Regions from separate parts of the Sus scrofa genome. Here region 1 is linked to region 2. A link is a contact called in public Hi-C data. All regions are on one chromosome and are shown on one strand. Each heading gives the region's core, a stretch centred on a gene start, on an enhancer-like site or on the middle of the called end of the contact. The rest is flanking DNA. Distances are from core to core; before and after follow the strand shown.

The links. Hi-C and Micro-C count contacts between places; a contact is called where the count stands out from the background.
Region 1: a Hi-C map of skeletal muscle shows a contact between it and region 2, with 4 times the contacts expected there. The contact joins the promoter of FAM13A here to the enhancer-like site in region 2. A contact is called at or near these places in 1 of 5 promoter capture datasets (liver), 17 of 47 Hi-C or Micro-C datasets (adipose tissue, alveolar macrophages, brain and 9 more) and 2 of 2 datasets of contacts at active chromatin or transcription factors (alveolar macrophages and skeletal muscle).

Annotation. Positions count from the first base shown.
Region 1 is chr8:130,016,239-130,022,989 of Sscrofa11.1, forward strand. FAM13A (protein FAM13A) reads left to right here and starts at 5,343. Exons shown (of 24, transcript XM_021100748.1): 1 at 5,343-5,577. The coding sequence starts at 5,551.
Region 2 is chr8:130,218,599-130,224,801 of Sscrofa11.1, forward strand. All of the region lies in intron 8 of FAM13A (protein FAM13A), which reads left to right. Among named protein-coding and RNA genes, the nearest start is that of NAP1L5, 140 kb to the right of the region's middle. Within about 2 kb of position 2,618, at least 67 of the 83 cell types and tissues checked have an H3K27ac peak or open chromatin away from gene starts, as enhancers often do. A contact at or near this core is called in adipose tissue, alveolar macrophages, brain and 7 more, where this site is marked.

The DNA.
Region 1 (6,751 bases), core at 4,093-6,592, 200 kb before region 2:
TGTTCCCTTGCAGCATCTCCGCTCTGCCATGGCACTACCAAAGTAGCTGTACTTGTTATGCAAATAGGTGGGTATGACGGGTTTAGGTCTGGGGTAAGCTACATTTGGTACACAGGCTAGTTTGTTGAACCCTGTCCTAGAACAAGTCATCTTTCAGATGCATCTCCCATCAAGGATTCAAACACCAAAATATCTGAACCCTTCTGACTGAGAGAGAGTATATAAATAGTTGCTGACTGGCTGACTTCTGATACCCTGTCTGGCTGCATATCATTGGTTCTGGGCCAGGTTGAGACTGTCATTGAGAAATAACGGGGATAGGCCAGGAGCTAGAGTAGAGACTGTGATTGACTTTCAATTGAAAAGAGCCTCAATGTCCCATTTCTAATGGGCTTCAGGTGGGTCACGATAGAGTTGCCACCCACCCTGACACTTGCTGGTCATTGCTACATGGCTAACAGAGTTGTATATGCAGGCTACTGATGTGCTTCTGGCATCTGTTAAATCTACTCTAGCTAAAGAGATTTTTGTCCTTTGAAAACTGATAGCTCTGCCAGCTAACATCAGAGGCCTTGGCTTTGAAGCATTTTTAGCTTTTTGCTTTTTTTTTTTTTTTTTTTTTTTTTGGTCTTTTTGCTATTTCTTGGGCCGCTCCCGCGGCATATGGAGGTTCCCAGGCTAGGGGTCGAATCGGAGCTGTAGCCACCGGCCTACGCCAGAGCCACAGCAACGCGGGATCCGAGCCGTGTCTATGACCTACACCACAGCTCACGGCAACGCCGGATCGTTAACCCACTGAGCAAGGGCAGGGACCGAACCCGCAACCTCATGGTTCCTAGTCGGATTCGTTAACCACTGCGCCACCACAGGAACTCCAGCTTTTTGAAAGCTAGAGGATAACCAGGCCCTTCTAGCTTGCTCCATCCATCTTTCCCAGGTCGAAGGGTGATTTGAAGGACAGAATCCTAGGGGCTGGACTATCCACTGTGAAATAACCTTGACACCTTCCTCCAGGGTGCCCAGGGATCATCTTGAAAATAAAACCTCCTTTGTCCTGCCACGGCATGTCCGTGTTTCTGGAGGTAGTCATGGCATTAGTCCACCACAGTGAACCATTCAGAAAAGCATTTTTTAAAAAATTCTTTTAACCTTTCTTGAAGAAAAGCAATAACTCATAAGCAAGTCTGTTGGCTGTGGCTTTGTAAATCAGTACCTAGGAATATACATACGTGACAGCTCGGAAGACTTTCTGGAATTAATTGGACTCTACTATCATTTTCATCCATTTGAGGGTCAGGAAAAAATATTTCAAGCTCCATTTGCAGATGCGTTCCACGGAGGAACCAACTTTGTAGTGAAGAGTGTCCTCTTGTGTTTTTCTGTTAAATGCGCTCTTCGGGGTTCCTTTTTGCAAGTGAAATTAACCATCACAGGAAAAAAAAAAAACTAAGGGAATAAAAATTTACTAGTACAGTACTAATTTTACTTTATAATGATGGTATATGAGAATGTGTGAATTAGGACTAGACTTTTTTCCTCCTTTTATGTCATCCTTTCAGTCATGTTCAAAATAGAAATAAGATAAATGTATACCTATTAGAAATAATAAGAGCTGTAATTTTTTTTGGTTATCTGACTTGTTTTGACATGACTGCATATTTCTGAAATTCATCATTAAGAATTGATTGGAAAGAAGAATACAATTTTGAAAGAGATGGATAATGTAAAAGGCAATCTTTATTAGGTATTTAAATGAATTTTAAGGATACAGTTTTTTCAAATATTACAGGACACAAAACTAGGGGAAAAAATAGATAGGATATATTAGCCTGAGAAATACCCTGAAGTATTTCTCAGGCTTGTTTTATGTACGCACGCATACGTAATATACATATAGTAGCGTATTGTGGGTTTTATTTTGTCCCCATGTATAAGTTTACTTGCTCTAGGCTTGTAAGGCTGCTGTACCTCTCAAGGTCATTCAGAGGACCAGATCCCTTCCATCTAGTTACTCTGTCACCCCCTGGGACACTGTCCCTCTTCTCCATGATTGAAGCTGGGTTTCTGGTGCATCCTCCTACCAGGTTGGTGACAGAGAATCAGAGTCAGTGTGGAGCAAGGGCTCTCCGATTTTGCTCATGACACACAAGTTGCATGTAGCCCATCCATACACATTCTGTTCATGCGTGTATGGCCTCGTGGCTCTGTCTGCCTGTGTGTGAGGTCGGGAAATGCAGTCTCTAGCTGGACAACCAGGGGCTCAGCCACAACTAAGGTGCAGAAAGAGCTCAGCTGTTATCAGAAGGCAAGACTACATCCTGGAGAGAGTTAACAGTCTGGGCCATGGTAGCTATATGAAAATAAAGTCTATTTAGGTTCTCCTCTTTTACTGTATTTTGAAAAAAATTTCAAATAGACATATAGTCAAACCGTATGATCATCAAAAATTGTTAGCATAGCAGCTAGCAAATGGTAATAAAAATAAGCGCTTTTCATGGATTATATTATTTGACCTTCACCATGACTATATAAAAGAGACTGCAACTGATAAGACTGCGGTTGGTAAATGGACAAAGAAAACGGATCAAAGACAGTTCACAGAATAGCAAATACAATGACTAATAATGATTTTTCTTTTTCTTCTTCTTTCTTTCTTTTCTTCTTCTTTTTTTTTTTTTTTTATGGCTGCACCAGCAGCATATGGAAGCTCCCAGGCCAGGGATTGAATTCAAGCTGCAGCTGCAACCTGTACTGTAGCTGTGGCAATGCCAGATCCTTTAACCCACTGTACTGGGTGAAGGTCAAACCAGTACCTCTGCAGTGACCTGAGCTGCTGCTGGATTCTTAACCCATTGTACCACGACAGGCACTCAGATTTTTCATGTATTTAATATTACAATAAAAAATGCAGCTTTTAAAATAAATCATTTTCACTTGCTAAATTAGGAAATATTTTACAAGGTATTTGGACTTGGGAAAGTATGAGTCGTGGAGCATAAACTGCCCGAGTCAGTGCATGTCAAGAGCCTTAGCACATGCTCATATGATCTGTGATCTAGAAATTTCACTTTAAGGAGTCTACTGGAAAAAAAAAAATCAGAGGACAAAGAATTCCTTAAAATCATACATATATAAAATCAAATCATGTAAATGTCTAAAAATGGGTGAATGACTAAATGGTTGTATATACAGAATGTAAATCACACATGATTAAAATTGTTTATTGTGCTAACAGTATGGGGGTAGGCCCCAATAGAACACCAAGTGAAAAAACCAGGATTTAAAATGATCAGAAAGTAGGAGTTCCTGTTGTGGCTCAGCGGAAAGGATTCTGACTAGGATCCATGAGGATGCAGGTTCGATCCCTGGCCTCCATCAGTGAGTTAAGGATCTGGCGTTGCTGTGAGCTGTGGTGTAGGTTGCAGACGAAGCTCACATCTGGAGTGGCTGTGGCTGTGGCATAGGCTGGTGGCTACAGCTCGGATTCAACCCCTAGCCTAGGAACCCTCATATGCCATGGGTTGTGGCCCTAAAAAGACAAAATAAATAAAATTAAAAAAAAAATCAGAAAGTAGATTTCAATTATGTTTTTTAAAAAGCACAGAAAAATCCTGGAAGTAGAGATGTTAAATGTTTCTGAGTGTCTTCTGTTATTCTTCTGGTGTATCTTGGCTTCTTTATTAGCATTTCTCCATTTACTAGTCATTTATCCCCCCCTCTCCCACTGGATCATCCATGAGATAAAGTACATACATTATCAGTAAGGTGTATAGGCCTTGAGGTGACCTAATCTTTAGGCTCTTATTTTTCACTATGGACCAGCAATATTGATATAATCAGAAAAAAAGACACATGTTTCAAGTATTAGCAAACGTTTATTTTTTGATTTTTTCCTTAGCACTGAGCCCAGTTTTCTAATGGGTGAATGGGAAGCAGAAGTGACAGCATCTAGATTATCTTAATCTAGAAGTTGAAAATTTTTTCTTTTTGTCTTTTGCCTTTTTAGGGCCATACCCACAGCATATAGGGGTTCCCAGGCTAGGGGTCAAATAGGAACTACAGCTGCCAGCCTCCCCAGTAGCCACAGCAACCTGGGATCCGAGCCACGTCTGCGACCTACACCACAGCTCTTGGCAATGATGGATCCTTAACCGAGGCGAGGGATCGAACCTGCAACCTCATGGATACTAGTCAGATTCATTTCTGCTAAACCACGATGGGAACTCCAAAATTTTCTTTTTTAGTAGAAAAAATGCTGTCATTCTCCCATCTCCATGTCTTTGTATGGCCTTGGGATGGTGTTATTCTGCCGTGTGGAAGTCGAGTCTGTGCAGTGTTTTGTGTGCACGTGGAAATAAAACGTACTCTGCTGTGTCCTGTGGTTTGCTTAGTACTAGTTGTCACCTTAGCTCCGCTGTGGGCAGCATGAGTTGGCTATGGGTACACAAAGAATACTAGATTTGAAGAGAAGTTTTGAAATGGGAGGTGATTTGTTTTCTCTTTTCCTTACACCTCCTCCCCTTAAGATATAAGGTTGTTATGTTTTGTGATTGGAGTAAATTTAAGCCTTTTAAAGTTACATCAGATGAAACTTCATAGGTAATATTCATCAGCATTCTCCTAAAATGTGCCCAAAAAAAGATTTGACAGAAAAGTAATAATAAAAAATAGGGCAGTTTCCTTCTGATTTATATGAAATGGATATTTTAGCTATCTGTTCTGGAAATTGTCAAATCAGACTTTCTAATGACACAGCATATGGAGTAGCAAATTCTTGAAGGTTCAGCCAGAGGCTAATTTTCCAGACTGTAAATCACATATGTAGATTTATGGCTGTCTAGAAACATGGGCTTTTATGTTTATCCCCAGTATATGCAAGATAATTTGAATGTAATTAGAAGCAGTAAGTAACAGCTACATAAAATAGAGCATCTGCACGTAGAACAATCCTGATAAAGGTGAAAGGAAGAAAATTTTGATAGAATTTAACCGATTTCTAGGGAGCCATAGAAATGAAAACTGCCTCGGGATAGAAATGAAAACTGCCTCGGGAGAAGGAGGAATATGCCTGCAGATGAAACCGGCGGGTGACTCCGTGAATTTCTCTTCGGGATGAGTAGCGACAGGAAGCAGGTGTGTGTTTCGCTTTGCTTTCTGCACTAAGCTAAGTCCTATTGATGACAATCACCAGGTGGTTGGCGGTTCCAAACTGAAGGCGCCAGTGTGTGACCTCTAGCGAGCCAGGTTTCCGAAAAAGATGTCAGCAACTTAAGGCCCAGGTCACATGACTCCTTCCGCTCGCTGGTACTAGAGGCTCTGGATCAAATTTCAACTCCAGGCAGTCCTCCCGGCCACGTGGGTTTCGCCAAATCAGAAGCCAAACCACACTTCCGAAAATGTTAGGAGCCGCTCCGCGCCTTCCGCGGGGACTCCGGATCCGGAGCTGGGTTTCACATCCGCGCACATCGCCAGAGTGGAATTTGAGGGCTGTGCCGTGATCTTGATGGTTCCAACCCGGCTCCATCAGGGCCACCGGGCACTTCCTGCGAGATGGGGGCGGGCGCTCTCGCCATCTGTGTGAGTACAGGCCACCTCTGCCTCCGTGCGCCCTGCCAGGGCGCGCAGAGGCCTCGGCCCTCCCGGTTTTGCGATGCCTGTGTCACTTAGTTTTTCCCTTCCTAGGAGGTGGGGGGAAGGTTCCCTTAAATTCCTTTCTATTCACATGGACGTTGATTGGGGGGGGGGGGCAGTCCGTCTTTTCGTCCACTTTCCTTTTCCAAAAAAAAGTGAAGAGCGATGCATGCGGAGCTCATTGGGGTCCGTGAACTTGATCTACTGTCGATCAGTCTCAAGCCTTGTAAGACTTTTTTTGTTCTGAAAGAGTTAAATACGAACGCTTCCTTGTAGCTACTGGAAATATCTTGTGCCTAGATGGAGCATGAATTAAAAGAATTAAAGTAACCATTCATCAATTTCCCTCAGAGAATGTAACATTTTTTTTCATTCCACATTTTTGTTTTCATTTAGTAATTCTAGAATTTTTGTTTCAGGAGGGTTGCTAAAAGTGATGGTAAAAGAGCTAACTAAGCTAATAAATGTGTGTGAATCCTGAGTCACCTATAGAAACCACTGGTTGTAATACTGTAGCAGCAGTAAATAACACTGATCTAAAAATCTATGGGAAAATGTGTATATGTCTAGGGCTGAAATTCATGAATTTCAAAGCACTTCCGTTGGTGCTTACGTGTAAGCTTTTGCAGTAACCAAATTTATCTTCAATTACTTAACTTCAGGATACTGTAATTAAATTTTTTAATTTCAGTGTATAGCAAATGCATAAATAAAATCTCAAGTTGATATTGTATTCTAGGTGGGCATTATATTTGTCCCTGGAGGTACTACATGAGAAATATCTTATTCTGTATTATCACCTTTCATTTCTCCCACGTGTCATCACATATAGGTCAGATCCAATGTGTTTTTCAGGTTTCAGCAAGAGCTGCATTTTGTTGTAGGCTGTGATGGCATCCTACCAGACATAGCTGGGTAATTTTTGACACCTAGGCCCTGAATGGCCACCAGATGGTGGCTTAGTCCCACAGGTTGAATTTTCTTAGTTAAGACTGCAAGGTGACACCCTCATGTCCACGCTCAGAACTTCTCAGCATCCTGTGAGCCCGTCTTCCTGACTCCCTTCCTTTCAGCCCCAAGCTTGTAGGATTCAGCTGCTGATCTTTTTCCTTTTCCAAAG
Region 2 (6,203 bases), core at 1,368-3,867:
TGCCACATGGTACTGAGATTCTGGCCGAGATGAAATGGCAGGGCTTTTTAATCGACCTCGTTGCCAAGATTCTGTGACTTTCTTTTGCAGTGTCTGGCGGTCTGGCAGTCAGGCACCCAGCTGGCAGCATGTCTTCGGGGTGAAGAGGTGGAGGATGCTAGTGAACCTGTCTTAGAATTAACTAAATGCTGAGGAGCGCCAGGCATGTGCCTGTTTTTAAAGCTGCTTGGCACGTGGTTGGGTGCAGGTTATCCTCGACAGACAGAGCTGAGTAGAGAGCCAAGGAAAAGGAGGGAGAATAGGGGTGGGGGCAGGAATATGGGGGTCACGAGGGATGCACATCAGGGGGCTCGGTGCGGGGGAAAGGCAGTCAGGTTATCCGTGTTGGAGACGTTGGAACCGGCAGAGTGCGAGACGTGGTGCTCCTGCTACCTGACTATGAGGAACGGACGTGAGGATGTGAGACACAGAAGTTAGAAGGTCTCTGTAGTGGGTGTGGTTGGGAGAAGGAGCTGCCGTCCAGGTGCAGATTCAAAAAGGATCAAGGCATGTCCTGCAAACCCACCAAACATGAAAAAGAGGAGGAGTTGTTAGAAATAAATAACCAACACTTGCAAAGGCAGGGGATGACTGAGTTATATATAGTCTTCGGTGACTTACAGAAATGACCATCGACATCTCATTGGTAATGTGGCATATGTTAGAGGGGTGTTGAAAGGAAGACCTAACTTAGCAGGAAATATATGTGGAATCAGATGGGAAATCTTGAATGCTCCTATTCATCAGTATTTTACCTGTCGTCTGTATTGAATGTAAATTGTAGTTGGATGTACCATATTTTTATAATGCTAGGTCCTTTTTTTTTTTTTTGTCTTTTGTCTTTTGTTGTTGTTGTTGTTGTTGTTGTTGTTGCTATTTCTTGGGCCGCTCCCGCGGCATATGGAGGTTCCCAGGCTAGGGGTTGAATCGGAGCTGTAGCCACCGGCCTACGCCAGAGCCACAGCCACGCGGGATCCGAGCCGCGTCTGCAACCTACACCACAGCTCACGGCAACGCCGGATCCTTAACCCACTGAGCAAGGGCAGGGACCGAACCCGCAACCTCATGGTTCCTAGTCGGATTCGTTAACCACTGCGCCATGACGGGAACTCCTGCTAGGTCCTTTTTTTGATTTTTTGTTGTTAATTTTTTTGTTACCGTGTGGTTGATTTACAATGATGTGCCAATTTCTGCTGTGCAGCAAAATAACCCGATCACACGTATATGACAATATATACACACCACTATATATACACACATTCCTCTTCTTATAGTAACTTCCATCATGGTCTAGCCCAAGAGATTGGATGGGTCCTTTATTATTGAACTCATATATCTGTGTTAGCCATATAGTATTGATGTGTCCACCAAATTAGACAAAATATTGTTCTGTCATTTGAGTTTTAACCATTTCTAAAAATGTTTGTTATGAAATATTTTAAAAACTCATGTAGAATAGAGTAAGCAGTATGCCTTGTAGCAGAGTTCTGGGGCAGACTTGAGAAATTCTGAATCCCATTTCTATTCTGCCACTAACTTCCCATATGAATTTGAACAAATTACCTAATTTTCTAGTATCAAGTTTACTCATCAATAAAATATTGTGATAAATAATAGTGATTTCCTAACTCAAGAAGTTAACTGAAGTATTAAGCAAGATATAAAGATACATTTTTGAAAGATAAAACCTTAAGCAAATACAGAGAACGGATTTATTATTATTGGAGTTTCTAAATGTCGAATCAAAACAGACTCTGAGGACAACTTTGATTGAAGTAAATTCTGGACTTAAGTCAACTTCCGTTGTTTTAAAAGGCTGATTTTAGTTATTGATATGCTATCACGAGGTCTGAACCTACATTTCAGGGTGACTAATCCATTTCATAAATGTGATAGAGGATTTAGTCAGACAATGAAATGTTTTTACTAGCAGATATAGCAACAGAAAGTAGACGCTTGCAATGGGCTTTGTGTTCTAAATTCAGAATGATGACTGGTCTGTAAAAAAAAAAATCTGGGAAAAAGTACAGAGAAGAGGACACCGTTTTGGTCGTCTTGCACCCCCCCCAACCCCGTTTCTGAACATCTTGGTCTTGGCTCTCTGCCCTTTCTTCTGCCAACCGTAATGCTCTGGGCTTTGTTGTAGCTCCCGGCAAGTCCTGGGCTATGAAAGAACTCTTATTAAAATATATTTCTCCTATTCTGTTCATCTACAGATTAACAATGATGTTCCCAAAATAAAGCGTGGTGTTCCTCGCTGAGGAGGCCCCTAAGGGGAAGCTTAGTTAACAGGCCTGTGGCAGACCTTAGGAGACACTGATTTATTGTTACCTTAAAAAAAAAAATCGATAAATTAAATGAAGAACCAACCAACCAAAAAAAAAAAAAAAAGTGCTGTGGGTGTTCTTAGAGGAAAATTACTCTACAAACACATTCAAGTTTATAGGGATGAAATGCCAAAATTGTACGTCGAAATAGCTTCCGTGGGAGTGGCTTCTTGGATCCCTTGAGACCATGGGCAGTCTTGGGACGTGTTTTCTCCCCAGAAATGAGAGCTGCTACGTGCCTTGGGAGATGTCACCAGTGACTAGTAACCCCCACAATGTAAACAAACATCAGCAGGAAATAAATATGGGTAGGGCAGGGTTCTAGAAGCATGCCTTCCTTCTAGAAAAGTATCACGCCTTCCCATGCTAGTGGGTTGTTTGATTTTTTTTTTTTTTTAATTTTTCTTTTTTTCAGGACGTAAGGGGGCCGGGTAACTTGCCTTCTGTCACAGAAACCTTTAGTTTCAGAGGCAGAGTCTCTCCCGGACAAATGGATTTCCTTGTTGGCTGTCTCAGTAATGTTAGGAAGTCAAGGGACTCTGTGCTCTTGCTGCAGTTATTGGTTGCTTTCTCCGGACGGACAGGCTTGTCTGGGGACCAGCTCGGCAGAGAGTTTCGAGTTACCAGATTTAGGCAAGCCTCCCGAGGAGCCGGAGGAGGAGCGGCAGCCCAGCCGCAGAGGCCAAAGCAGCAGCGCCTTTAAGCCCTGCAAGCAGCTGCGGCTCTGATTGGCTGGCTGGTTCAGCTGCTTCCCTGGAACAAAGGTCAAAGTGGACTGCGGTGTTAAAGTCAAGAGGCTGCGATCGAATCGCACTGCTCAAGTTTGCAGGCTGAGAGCCGCAGGACGCTGGCTGACGGCAGCCCAAGTTGCTTCCCCCCCCCGCGGCGGTGGCGGTGGCAGCGGCAGCGGTGAGGTGCCGCCTCACGCCCCAAGCCCAGCTCAGCCACGGTGAGCCGCCGAGCAGCCGCTCACCCGTCCAGACCAACTTTGGCGCGGAAGAGACAGTTGTGAGAGTCCCTTGCAAACTGCCAGACAAGGATGGCTTGCGAAATCATGCCTCTGCAAAGGTAGTATTCTTTCCTCTTCGGGTCTTTTTTTCTGGTCTGTGTTTTCTGCGTGGTATAAAACCATGTTAACTTGGCCACCACTTGGCATCTTTCGGTAATAGGCTGCAAGCTGTGTCGGGTCCGTTGGACAAAATGTTCTTTCCTAAGACCACAGAAATGCAAATATTCTCTTGCCTCTTTTACTGATATTTATGCCCACCGTCTTATCTTTTATGCTTCGTCTGGTCAGTTGTTTCCTTCCTCGAAAGAAAGTCAATGTAAGAAAGTAGCCTTGACACTTGAAGAAATGCAGAAACTGAAGACGGCATTGAGCAGGTTTAAAATAAAGCTGAATCAGCTTCCTAGCAATTTTGGGGAAGCTGTGGCAAGGATGTCCATAGGCTAGAAGCCTTTTCAAAATGCATCTTAGGAGCCCTATCTTCTGGAGTTCAGATCTAGGCAAGGACTTTCTATCAATAAGTACTTTATAGTACATGGACATAAACGTTAAGGATATTATTTCTCCATGAATAATTCCAGATAGGTTTATTACACAAATGACACCCTAAAAAAAAAAAAAGCAGATCTGTAAGAATGATTGAGCGCAAGGCTCTGTTTTGTTCGTTAATGATTATAATGTGGATTGCAGAGGGTGGCTGGAGGAGTTTTACCAAGGCAGAAAAAAGGTAAATTTAAGCAAAGGGCTTGTTAAAAAGAACACTGCTTGCTGGTGAACGAATACGTGAATAAGATATCCAGGAATGTTGAAGCTGGAAGTCACCTCGTGGTGACCGAGTCCAGCCCTCCAGTTTCACGGCAGGAAAACTGAGGCTTGGAAGAAATCCGAGTTGCCCAAGGTCACGTTTTAGGATTTTTAAAATCACTTTTGCCAATGTGATTATCCTGTTTTAACTGCGGCTGCTCTTCGTGCAGTGGCATTTGATCCCATATAAATGCTTCCTTTAAGGAAACTATATAGAGGGTTTTAGTCGTAAAAGTGATTATGAAAGTCAAATAATAAAAAATATGGTTTATCTATAAGATTGGAAAAACCTAGATAAAAGTGAGTTTTAAAAACCATGTCACCAGTATTTTCCCGGATGTTCATGTTTTAACAGCCAAAGTAAGGTAAACAAAAATGTACTGTTTGTTTGCAAATAGTTCCTGCAGGCGTGCCCTGCAAGATAAAACAGTGTGGTTATTTTTCTTGCCCTGTAATGACAAGTGCACTGTAATGAGAACTTGACGGAGGTGTCCTCAGGATTCCTTTTCTAAAATTGACACCCCAGTGGAGCAGAAAGTGAATTATGGATAAATCGGAAGTTTTTCTCTATTAATTTGGTGGCAAAATCCACATGCTGGAAACTTGCAAGGGACTAGAAACTAATGTACACTTTTTGGAACTTTGACTTGGTTTCCAACTTTAACGTTGGGGACTTTTTTTCTGATGATGTCAGTTTTCAAGTGTCTTAAGCAAGCCTTTTCTAGATAAGTGTATTAGCTGTATTACTGAACTCTGTAATAAGCTTGCTCAATGACATAATAGCTGTTAAGAAGAAAATGGATTTTTATTCGGCTAAATATTGTTTAGGGAGCTAAGCTGATGAAAGCTAAAATAGAATCAGCTTAGTTGCCTCCAAAATTATTTTGCCCTGACAGTCCTGCTTAGTAAACATATGAAAGAGGAATACTTTGAATTTGCATTAAAAAATGCAGATAGGGTGGGGGAAAAAATGTAATTGTAATGTCTACATGTAAGGATAACCTGACCCCCTTACTGTACAGTGGGAAAATTTAAAAAAAAATTATAAAAAAAAAAGAAAAAAAAATGCGGATAGGTGCATTTGCTGTTTCCCTGTGTCTGGAGGATTGAAACTGATTGATAACCTTGCCGCCTTCACATCCAGCCTGTGCCTGCCTTGGATTATAAACCTCTTGAAGGCAAGGAGTGGGTAGGTGTGTGTGTTTCTCGTCATGAAGGATCTCTTGTGAATTTAAGTGCCTATGCAGAAAAATTTCCTCTTCCTGTATGCAATTGCTTCTTCCAATCCCAGTTCAGTATCTTTGGCCAAGGATTTCTGTGACTCTCTGGGAAAGATGACAGGTGCCAGCCACCCCCAGTGTTATCCCGCTGGAGCAGGAAGGTCGCAGAGCCTTGTGGTAAACACACTCTGTTCTGTTTAAGGGCACAGAGGAGCTGGAAACTGAATTAAAAGCAGACGAGTGAAAGAAAAGCTTTAGATACCACTTAAAGAAACTCATGCTCATTGTATTAAGCAAAGAGGGCAATCCTTCTTTGCTTGTATGCGAATTACCTGGGGGACTTATTTTTAAAATCAGCTTCTTCCTGCTGCCTGCCTTCCCTCGACTTAACTGAATCTGCATCTAGGTGTGACAGGGAAAGTACCAACATGGTAACAAGCTTCCTGAAAGCAAGTCTGGTACAACTGGTTCACACACGCAGACAAACACTGATCTAAATTCTGGTTAATGATTACAGCTTGTATCAAGCCACTGACAGCAGGTACCTGTAGGATTCTAACACTGCGCTGTTCCGTGTCCCCAAATAACATCAGTACCTTATGTGAGGTTTTTTTTTGTTTTTTTTTTTTATAATGGATGCTTTCATTTACTACATGGTCGGTGTTACCTGGTAAAACGAAACACACAGTGTTTTTTCCTATTTCCTTTATGACCAAAGTCGACTCTGCACTGCCATTGACCCTGTGGGAATTAAGGCGTAACCTCTGCTTCAGGAAGGCCACAGGCCAGTGAGGATGCAGACACATT